Regions from separate parts of the Mus musculus genome. Here all the other regions are linked to region 2. The links are chromatin contacts, called in public Hi-C maps. All regions are on one chromosome and are shown on one strand. The core of a region is the stretch at or near the end of the contact, and the rest is flanking DNA. Distances in the headings are between cores, read along the strand shown.

The links. Hi-C and Micro-C count contacts between places; a contact is called where the count stands out from the background.
Region 1: a Hi-C map of the N1E-115 cell line shows a contact between it and region 2, with 5 times the contacts expected there. The contact joins two enhancer-like sites. A contact is called at or near these places in 2 of 484 Hi-C or Micro-C datasets (the HPC-7 cell line and the N1E-115 cell line) and 1 of 115 datasets of contacts at active chromatin or transcription factors (embryonic stem cells).
Region 3: a contact with region 2 is called in a Hi-C map of the N1E-115 cell line, with 3 times the contacts expected there. The contact joins two enhancer-like sites. A contact is called at or near these places in 1 of 484 Hi-C or Micro-C datasets (the N1E-115 cell line) and 1 of 9 other capture datasets (embryonic stem cells).

Annotation. Positions count from the first base shown.
Region 1 is chr2:169,749,816-169,752,913 of GRCm38.p6, reverse strand. All of the region lies in intron 1 of Tshz2 (teashirt zinc finger family member 2), which reads right to left. Among named protein-coding and RNA genes, the nearest start is that of Gm34344, 84 kb to the right of the region's middle. Within about 2 kb of position 1,628, at least 44 of the 459 cell types and tissues checked have an H3K27ac peak or open chromatin away from gene starts, as enhancers often do. A contact at or near this core is called in the N1E-115 cell line, where this site is marked.
Region 2 is chr2:169,162,780-169,165,943 of GRCm38.p6, reverse strand. No RefSeq gene overlaps it. Among named protein-coding and RNA genes, the nearest start is that of 9430093N23Rik, 70 kb to the left of the region's middle. Within about 2 kb of position 1,308, at least 1 of the 459 cell types and tissues checked has an H3K27ac peak or open chromatin away from gene starts, as enhancers often do. A contact at or near this core is called in the N1E-115 cell line, where this site is marked.
Region 3 is chr2:169,685,947-169,688,897 of GRCm38.p6, reverse strand. The region is part of intron 1 of Tshz2 (teashirt zinc finger family member 2); the gene reads right to left. Among named protein-coding and RNA genes, the nearest start is that of Gm34344, 20 kb to the right of the region's middle. Within about 2 kb of position 1,632, at least 15 of the 459 cell types and tissues checked have an H3K27ac peak or open chromatin away from gene starts, as enhancers often do. A contact at or near this core is called in the N1E-115 cell line, where this site is marked.

The sequences.
Region 1 (3,098 bases), core at 379-2,878, 590 kb before region 2:
GGAAGTCAGTTTCTATTGAGACACAGTGCTACGAGGAAGTTTCTCACTGCCTGACAGGTTAAGTTTTGGACATGTGCCATAACACCATTAGGCCTTGAATAAAATTGGGGATAAAGAGGGTTCCACTTGGAACATTGCCTGAAGATGTAGTTGTTAGTGCAGAAAGAGGCCCGGATAAGGATATTCTAACAACAATAAGGGCAACTTGCAAATGAAGTTCTTAAAGACATCATTTTAATTAATTTATCTGGAGACCGGGTCTCACAACGAAGTCCTGGTTAGGAGTCTGGGACTCATGATGTAAACCAGGCTGATCTCAAACTCACAGAGATCCCCCTGCCTCTGCATTAGGAATGTTGAACTGAAATGTGTGCAGCATCAAGGTTAGTCTTTAAATGGGTTATTTTAAAGTCCATACATTTGGTTTTTACTTATTTTTCAAGTGAGAGGAAACACTGATCTCCGCCTGGCCCAGTCACAGCTCTGACTTCTGAAGGAGGTCCTAGGAGGAAGAGGTCCGAAACTCCGCATTGCCAAAACAAGTTGGTGATGAATTTTCCAGCTCCATTCTAATTTCAGATTGTAAAGTGTGTTCCCAGAAGGGAAACCGCGGAAGTAATCACAATACGATTCAATTAAAGATGATTTTAAAAGGAGAAGAGGGGAGTCCGCTGGAATCTGCCGGAGAAACCGCAGGGACTTGGGGCTGAGCTTGCATGGTGTCTCCAAAACTCTTGGGGAGTGTTTCAGTCATTACTCATTAGGTTGATTGGATGTCTTCATTGTAACCTTTGAAGCTCAAGAATGAAGAGAGCAGGCAGTTGTGCTACGTAGGCCTATCACCCAGCGAGCTGGTGTGAGGAGGACGCAGGAGGGTTTTAAGGTCAGGGTCAGTTGGGCTGCATAACGAGACCGTAGCTCAAAACATCAGGAAAACCCCCTGCCTCCAAAATATGGAAATAAAAGTGAAGGCAAATCCTATTTAAAAACTCAGAACTATTTCCCAGCTTTTACCAAGAAAAATGACAAGATATTAAAGGTCTCTATGATTATCGGCTCTCCTCAAGAATTGCAAGGTAATAAGACAGAACTTGATGTAGTGATAAGAAACCCCTCCTCATCTTCCACTCTTAATAACCAAATATTATTAAATCAATAATTTTGGCAATGATCTGAACAGGTTATTAAACATCATGAATTATTAAGCTGAAGGTTGATCAGAGCCACGAAAATAATTCGAGTTAACGGGAATCTCTGGATTTCTAATAAAATATCCAGTCATTGACGAAAACATCTCTGTTAGGATTCGTCTGGAACAAGAAAGGCAGATCCCACAGATGTCGTTAAGGAAGAGAACACATTCCTTTCTGGATTACAGGAAATTAAAAACCCAGATCACTAGGATCAAAATAGCAGGAGATTAAACAGCCCAAGTGGAAAGGTGCCGACGCCTATGGAGAGGTAGCTCCCCCCGCCCGCCCAATCCAGGTGGTTCCCCCACCCCAGTGAATGTTCCACTGATTGTCAGAGACCTGAAAAAGACTTGGGAAATGGCCATGGATTCCTCAATGCTGGGTGTGCCTCTGGCGAGGGGAAATGGGCATAAAGCAATTAGTCCATGGCCCATAGCCAGCTGCACTCTGTTCCAGTCGCTTTGCCTTAAGCAAGGAGTGTGTGCAAAAGTATTTTGTCCAGACATTATCCAACAACAGGCAGTGGAATGTGATTTAATTTAGAAGGGACCAGGGGGCAGGAGAGAAGAGGCCTGGGGTGGGCCCCCGAGCAGGCAGAAAGGTCTGGTGGACTTTGACCTTTCTGTGAGATCACATTTACCATCCCAGAGAATACTGACACAAACAAGCCATCCTGGCTGTCAGAGGAACTGAAGACAAACAGATGCCCCTCACTCTCTGGTTGCATACCTTCTCCAGTTCAGGCTTCCTGCTCAGATGAGATCTTGCCAAAAAGCATTATCCCGTGCTAGAATTTCCTAATTCTAACTCGACTCTGTCATTGACGAGTTTAGTGACATGCATTTCGCCCCCCCTTTAACCATTTAATGCAACATGAGCTCTGAATGTTACCAGGGAGAGAAAACTGAGACCGGCAGGGGATTTAGACTTTGGCAAAATGACAGGTGGCTTGGGACCGTCTGGCAATGCATCAGCAAATGGGAAGGCCAAGGCCTTTAGGTCTTTCGACACGAAAGCCAAGAGATTGCAAATAGGTTAGCAGGGCAGGGACAGGGGTCAGATCTCCATGCCTGCATGCCAGGTTGAATCATCTACTTTCTGTGGGGTCTCAGCAAGGACACACATCTCCATAAGTCTCAAAGTTAGCCATCTTGTGGACTTAACAGCTTTCCCCAAAGCCAGCCACACAGTGGTCTAAGGCCAGCACCAGGCACTGAGTGCACACTTAGCCACTAGGCAATCGGTGGAGTCTTGGAGGCAGATTCCTTCCATTATTATACTCATCTATAGACAAGTAGGGACAGGAATAGAAAACAAAACAAGACAAAAAACCTGCAATAAGTGAAGAATATCAGGAAGAAATTCAACCATCAAATTCTGATGATTATGTTTTCGATGTGAGAGACTGTGGGATGTTTCTTGAAGGAGGTGATCAAGCCTAACTTGGAACCTGGGAGTGTATCTAATACAAGAGAGCTGCAGAGGACTCCCACAGCCATGGGGGGGGGGAGAAACAGCTGGGTTTAGTGATTTCGGGGCTCAAGTGGGAGTTGAGATCTTCACAGAAACCCCATGAGAAAATCTCACTTTAGTGGGAGGCAACTCCCTAGCCCCTACCTTGCCCCACCTCACAGGACCTGACTGCATCTTCAGGTGCTCCTGTGTCCCTGTTGATATTTTGTCAACAGAGAAGGTGAGCCCCCTTCCATTTTTCTTTCACTGAAACTAGATTTATTTGTAAGATCACAAGGTGGCATTTGGAAGTGGTCCCAACACACAGGCAAAGCCTTCCTGGCAATCAGATCGTGCTGAAACCGAAAGGTAAGAAAATATATTAAGAGAGAGAACTGTAACCATTCAAGGACACAGCAAACCACAACCTTGGCCCCAGAACTGCATTCTTCC
Region 2 (3,164 bases), core at 59-2,558:
AAATGATACAATGGGGGGAAATCCATAAGAAGCTGCTTGCTTTGCTTTTTTCATTGATGCGGTTACGACATGAGAACATAATATTCAGTATTTCTTTGTCTAATCTTGGCTCCTGCTTGCTGTTTGAGTACTGTTGGCTTCTTAAAGATTACTTTTGCTCATGTATGTGTGTGTGGTGGTATATGGTCAAGAATGCGGGTGCCTACAGAAGCCCGAAGGAAGTGTCAGATCCCCTGGAGCTGGTGTTACAGGCAGTGGAGACACCCAGTGTTGATGCGGAGAATCGAACCCTAGTCCTCCGCAAGAGTAGCAAGCTCTCCTAACCGTAGAGCCATCCCAACAGCCCCCATTTGCGTATTTTCGCTTTTCAAATGGCACAAAAACAGCATGTCCCCTCAGCACGCCACGCTATTGGGCAAAGCATTTAAACTTTTGTGCCTGTGGAATTATTTTTTTAAGCCTTTTAGAAAAAGCTACTCATTAAAATGTAAGGCAGAGAAGCATCCAAGTTTTTTAACTTGAATGTTGAATTTGAAAAAAAAAATTACACAAAGCTTTTGGATTGAACATCGTGCTTTTAGCCTCTGACAACATGGCAAGCTTGCAGCGTTTCCTGGAAGGTTCTCCAAGGCTCCGAAACACCTGAAGGTTCCTCGCATGCTGAATGAGTTGGCAGGGAGGATGCTGGGGAAGGGAAAACACCAGAAGGGGGAAAGAAAGAGAGAGGGTATCTGCTAGATTAACCTACCAAAGATCAGATCCATTAGCGGGGACTTTATCGAGTCTAAAGCAGAGAATGCTTCGCCAGGATAATTAGCAATACTGGCTTTTAAAAGGGAAAGTCGGGAACTAAAGAGCAGGCTGCTGTTGAAATTAAAGATGGTATCTGAGCCATTTACAGCAATTTACGTCATAGCCACCGATACCATAAACACAGAGGTCAGGCGTCCATTCCTGGCTGTCTACGATGGGTCAGCTGTGAAAAGCCATGGAAAGCAGACTGCGCTGGGCGCAGATTGATGGGCGCCACGGTGACTGTGCTTTCAGAAATGTGGGTACATTTTCCATAGTCACTTGTGGCAGGGCAGCTGTGGCTCTAAAATGACAGCTTTCAGATTCCAGAAGAAGCCATGAATTCTACTCTTCATGTAGATATCCAAATACCCTGGCTTCTAAGCCCTGGCATATAGAATAAACTGGCAAGTCTCAATATATGTGCGCATGTGTGTGCAAGTACACGTGCTCCCACAGTGAACATCGTGATCCTGTGTGCATGCACGTGTGTACACACATGTGCAGACCAAAAGACCACGTCACATGTTCTTCCTTGTGAGGTGTCTTTCTTCTTTTTGTAACAGGATTTCTCACTGGCTCAGAGCAAGTGGACCAGATGCTGGCTGGCAAGCAAGCCCTCGGGATGGTCCTGCCTCTGCCTTCCCAGTGTGGGCATTGTGAAGATAGGCCTGACTTTGTTATGTGGGTCCAGGGGCTTGAACTCTGGTCCTCAAGCTTGTTGGACAAGCATGACACAAAATAAGTCATCATTCCAGCCCTGGAGTTAATTTTTAAACTACGAAAATTTTTAACTACTGTGTCACGCAAACAAAGCATAGCTGTAGGCAAGAATGACCCATATCTTACCTGATCCCACTTCTTGAATACCGCGAAGGGGGAGATGCCCTGGCATTCTCTGCGGGGCATAGAATTTAATAGCCTTGGCCTTGGGAGAGTCGTGAGGTTAAAGAACAGCCCTCAGGGCAAGAGAAAGGTTAGGAACCGTTCAGCTATACCCTCCATGCTCCCGAGGGCCAGACACTAATGTCTCCCTTCTCCCCTCCTCAGCCTCCACCTGACACCAGAGGGAAGCAGCTTGCAGTGTGCTGGCTTTCCATGTGGGGACTTGGGTTCGTAAACTCGAAGAGAATTCTTTTTTAATCTCCAGAGTTATCTTTGGCAAAAGAAATAAAGGTATCCCCTCTAGCTAGCTCTTGTCCCAGTTTCAAGTAGACAGATTCTTTTTTTTTTTCCCCACCAAAGAACAACCTAGTAAAGGAGGGCTAAGGGAAGGTGCTTGTCCTGCCTCAACCATGTTAAGTAAAACAAGAATCAGAGAATCAAAACGTGCCTCTGATAAACCCCAATCTTCCAGCCTCCCTTCCGGCTCCTTGACCTGGCAGATGTCGGGAGAAATCTGCCCGTCTGATAATTTTATCTGACTAGCATGAGGATTTTGTCTTGTTTTTAATTGACCCTTTGAAAGCATTGCACATACACACACACACACACACACACACACACACACACATGTTGGCTAAAACACCCCAGCATTCCCACCTGTCCCAGGGCCAGCAGAGCTCACGCGTGTGTTCCTCCTCTGTTCCGCCTCAGAAGGCATCTGTGTTGCTGCCGTGGCTGTCTTTGTGTCTCTGTGTTTCTCTATCCTACTTTTACTCCACTTTATGCAAAAGGAAACCAATCTCCAGATAAAATCCCCAGCAGTGGAAATGTGTCTAACTACAAAACTAGACCTACTCTGTGCAGCAGTGGAAATGTATCTAGATAGATAGATAGATAGATAGATAGACCATAGATACACAGATACAGACATAGATACAAGATACAAAGATATATAAATACACAGAAACATAAATACATAGAAAGATTGATACATACATACATAGAAAGATATATATAGATAGATAGATAGATACAAAGAAAGATACATATATAGACAGACAGATAGATGAATAGATAGATAGATAGATAGATAGATAGATAGATAGATAGATAGATGAATAGATAGATAGATAGATAGATAGATAGATAGATAGATAGATAGATAGATAGATAGGTGATAGACACATAAAATGCTAATAGATACATAGATATGCATAGATAGATAGATAGATAGATAGATAGATAGATAGATAGATAGATAGATAGATAGATAGATGGATGGATGGATGGAGATAGATAGATAGATAGATAGATAGATAGATAGATAGATAGATGGATGGATGGATGGATGGATGGATGGATGGATGGATGGATGGATGGATGGATAGATGGATGGATGGATGGATGGATGGATGGATGGATGGATGGATGGATGGATGGATAGATAGATAGATAGATAGATAGATAGATAGATAGATAGATAGATA
Region 3 (2,951 bases), core at 383-2,882, 520 kb before region 2:
TGCCTGTAGCTTGCTCTACCTGTAAGTAACTCTCAACTATTAAAAAAGACATTATCCTCAATATCAAAATTTGGGTTTACTATCTGATGGCGTCATAGTTTTTTGAGTTTTTTTTTTTCCTAATGATTTTGGAGAAAATCATACCAGCTGTCAATCACCCTTTTAAAAAAATAGCATTTTTACACTATGTGTTTGAATTAATTCTGTGCCCGCCCGTTCTGACAGCAGAAAGTTACCGGTGTCCAGTTGTCTACAGCAGGCCAGAGAATTTTAGTGTTTGGAAATCTGAGTCTGAGGCTGGGTTTGCAATCTTTTGCATGGACTGCTGTCCTGTTCTGTCCTGAGCTGTCAAGATGGAGAAAGGCTCTGGGAAGCATGGATCAGTTGGTCTGTTTCATATACAGACCTCAAAGCTGGCACTGAGAGAAGCCTGGGTGGAATGGCTCAAGCCAGAGATCAGTATTCCCCAGACCTGTGAGGCTGCTGCTGGCAAAACACGGAAGTCTGTTGATAGTCAAGTTTGTCTTCAAAGCACAAAGATTACAGAGCCACAACTCAGGGATAGGACTGTTCACTGTCACCAACACAGCGTCGTTGTATGGCCAGTCACTCACTCAGTGGCAGAATCTTGCTCTAGACCCCAGGCTGCCCAGGAACTTACTATATAGTCCAGTCTGACCTGAAACTCACGGAATCCTTCTGCCTTATCTTCCCAAGTACTGAAACTCACTCTCTCTCTCTCTCTCTCTCTCTCTCTCTCTCTCTCTCTCTCTCTCCCTCTCTCTCTCTCACTTTCTCTCTCTCTCTCTCTGTGTGTGAGAGAGAGACAGAGACAGAGAGAGAGAGACAGAGAGAGAGAGACAGAGAGAGAAAGGGAGAGAGAGGCACATGTGGAAGTTAGATGACATATATAACTTTCTTTCAGGAGTGGACACTTTCCTTTCATCTCTGTGTGGGCTCTGAGGCTCGAACTCAGGTTGTCAGACTTGACAGCAAACACCAGACCCTCTGAGCAACCTTGCTGGCATACTCTACTTCTTTATGACTGGCAGTTGGGTAGGTTTCTTTTTCTTAACAGAGCCATCCCCAGGTACACAGGAGGAATCCCCTATAGGGTTACAGTGGTGACACGATCACGGGCTGCAGGAAGAGTCCAGGTTTTCTGTAACCTTTACAAGGCCACCATCACGCACATGAGCTACCCTCGAGAAAAATGTCTCGCTGAGGTATGTGGCTGTATTTGGTTCCAGTGCGACTTGGTGAAGCATGGACCATTGTTATCTATGTTTCACAGGATGGGGAGAGTTCTAGAATGATAACTGATTGGTCCCACGTTGCGAAATGAAGAGACGTGGTAAGGGTGAGCTTTGTGCCTGGCTGTGTTTCTTGTTCCTGCTACCCTGCTTTCAAGTGCTGTGCTGGGAGCCTCCTGGAAGGCAGGGAGCTGGGAAAAGCTACTAAGGAGGAGGGGAAAGGGGCTCCCAGGAATTCTCTATGCCTCCTTGTCTGTTCTCAAAAACCCAGTTCAAACTCAATCCAGCAACGAGAAATAATCTCTCCCCAGGGTCTGACACCCCCTAAATGCTTGGAGGATGAACTCTGTGCTTGCTTCACCACAAAATTATTCACAGGCTCACAGGACACTTGCTGGCCTCTGGAATCCTATGTCACAACTGACAGGGGCCTGGCAGATGTCTCTAATGATATTACCAAATGGTTCTCCCCACTCTTGGCATCAGGCAAGAGCATTTTTTTTTTAACCAGACAGTCCCTCAGATGTGATGCTATTACCCAACTTTCAAAGCTCCTTTTTGACCTCTGGTGGGGAGTGAATTGGGCACATACGCTCCAAAGGGCTGCGGGGACCATGGGAGAACATCAAGTTGATTCATCAAATTAGCTCAAACATAATTGTCCTGCATGACTGGCCATTGAACTCATCTGTGATAAACCTGTCAAAAAGCTATCGGCTCTAATGTTAAATAGAGACGCGCAGTAACGCGTTCACAGTCTGACGGCTGTTGGACTTCAGCCCGCGGGGATAATTCCCTTCTGTGGTAAGCAGCATGGGATGCAGCAGGAGAAAAGGAACGCCCAGAACCAGCAAGGGTTAAGTCTTGTGTGTATCAGGCACATGACTAGATTCTTCTCTCCAAGAGAAGAGGCTATGGATTTTTTTCTCTTGCTTCTTTTCCTTTTTTCTTTTACTAACCTTGGCTTTCATAACCTATTTGACTTTCTGCAGTGGAGACTCACCAAGAATGAAGATTGTGTGTGCTGTTTGTGTCTTACTTCTTTGGACTAAGGTGTCCGTCCCCTACCCGAATTCCCTCAGCGTGGTGCAGAACCCACCAGCTGAACACTGGAACCGTTTTGCAGAGACAAAAGGAAATCAGACGATGTGATTCCTTCTTTCTACCAAGGATGACGAACCGTGCTTCCTACGACGGAGCTGAGGGTCAGTTCTCACAGGGGCAGTGAGTGTCTTCCCTGCGCCTACTCTCAGTATGGCTGCCCTGGCACCTCACAGCGACAAGAGGTGCTGCAAGCCTTTTCTCCAAGCAGCTCAAGCCCAGGGAATGCACTGCCTCCCACATCTGAGATCCTTCAGCCATTACACATGTCTTCTTTTCATGACTCCTTGTCTGATTCCTAATTTTTTATGCCATTTGGGGGTAATTTCTCTCTCTTTCTCTCTCTCTCTCTCTCTCTCTCTCTCTCTCTCTCTTTTGTTATTGACAAAGACAGAGGAGGCTCCTACAATTTGTGAGTGACTGACAAGGCCTCATGTTGTTAACTCAAATGTTTTGATTTATATCAGAGGGGACCTGCAAGCCCCCAGACATGACAGGCTGCGATGGCGCCTTCAAAGCCAGTGAATATTAAACCCCAGAAAGCAAGCCCTTTATGCGATACTCAATAAATTATCACTTGTGGGAGGTTCGGCAACA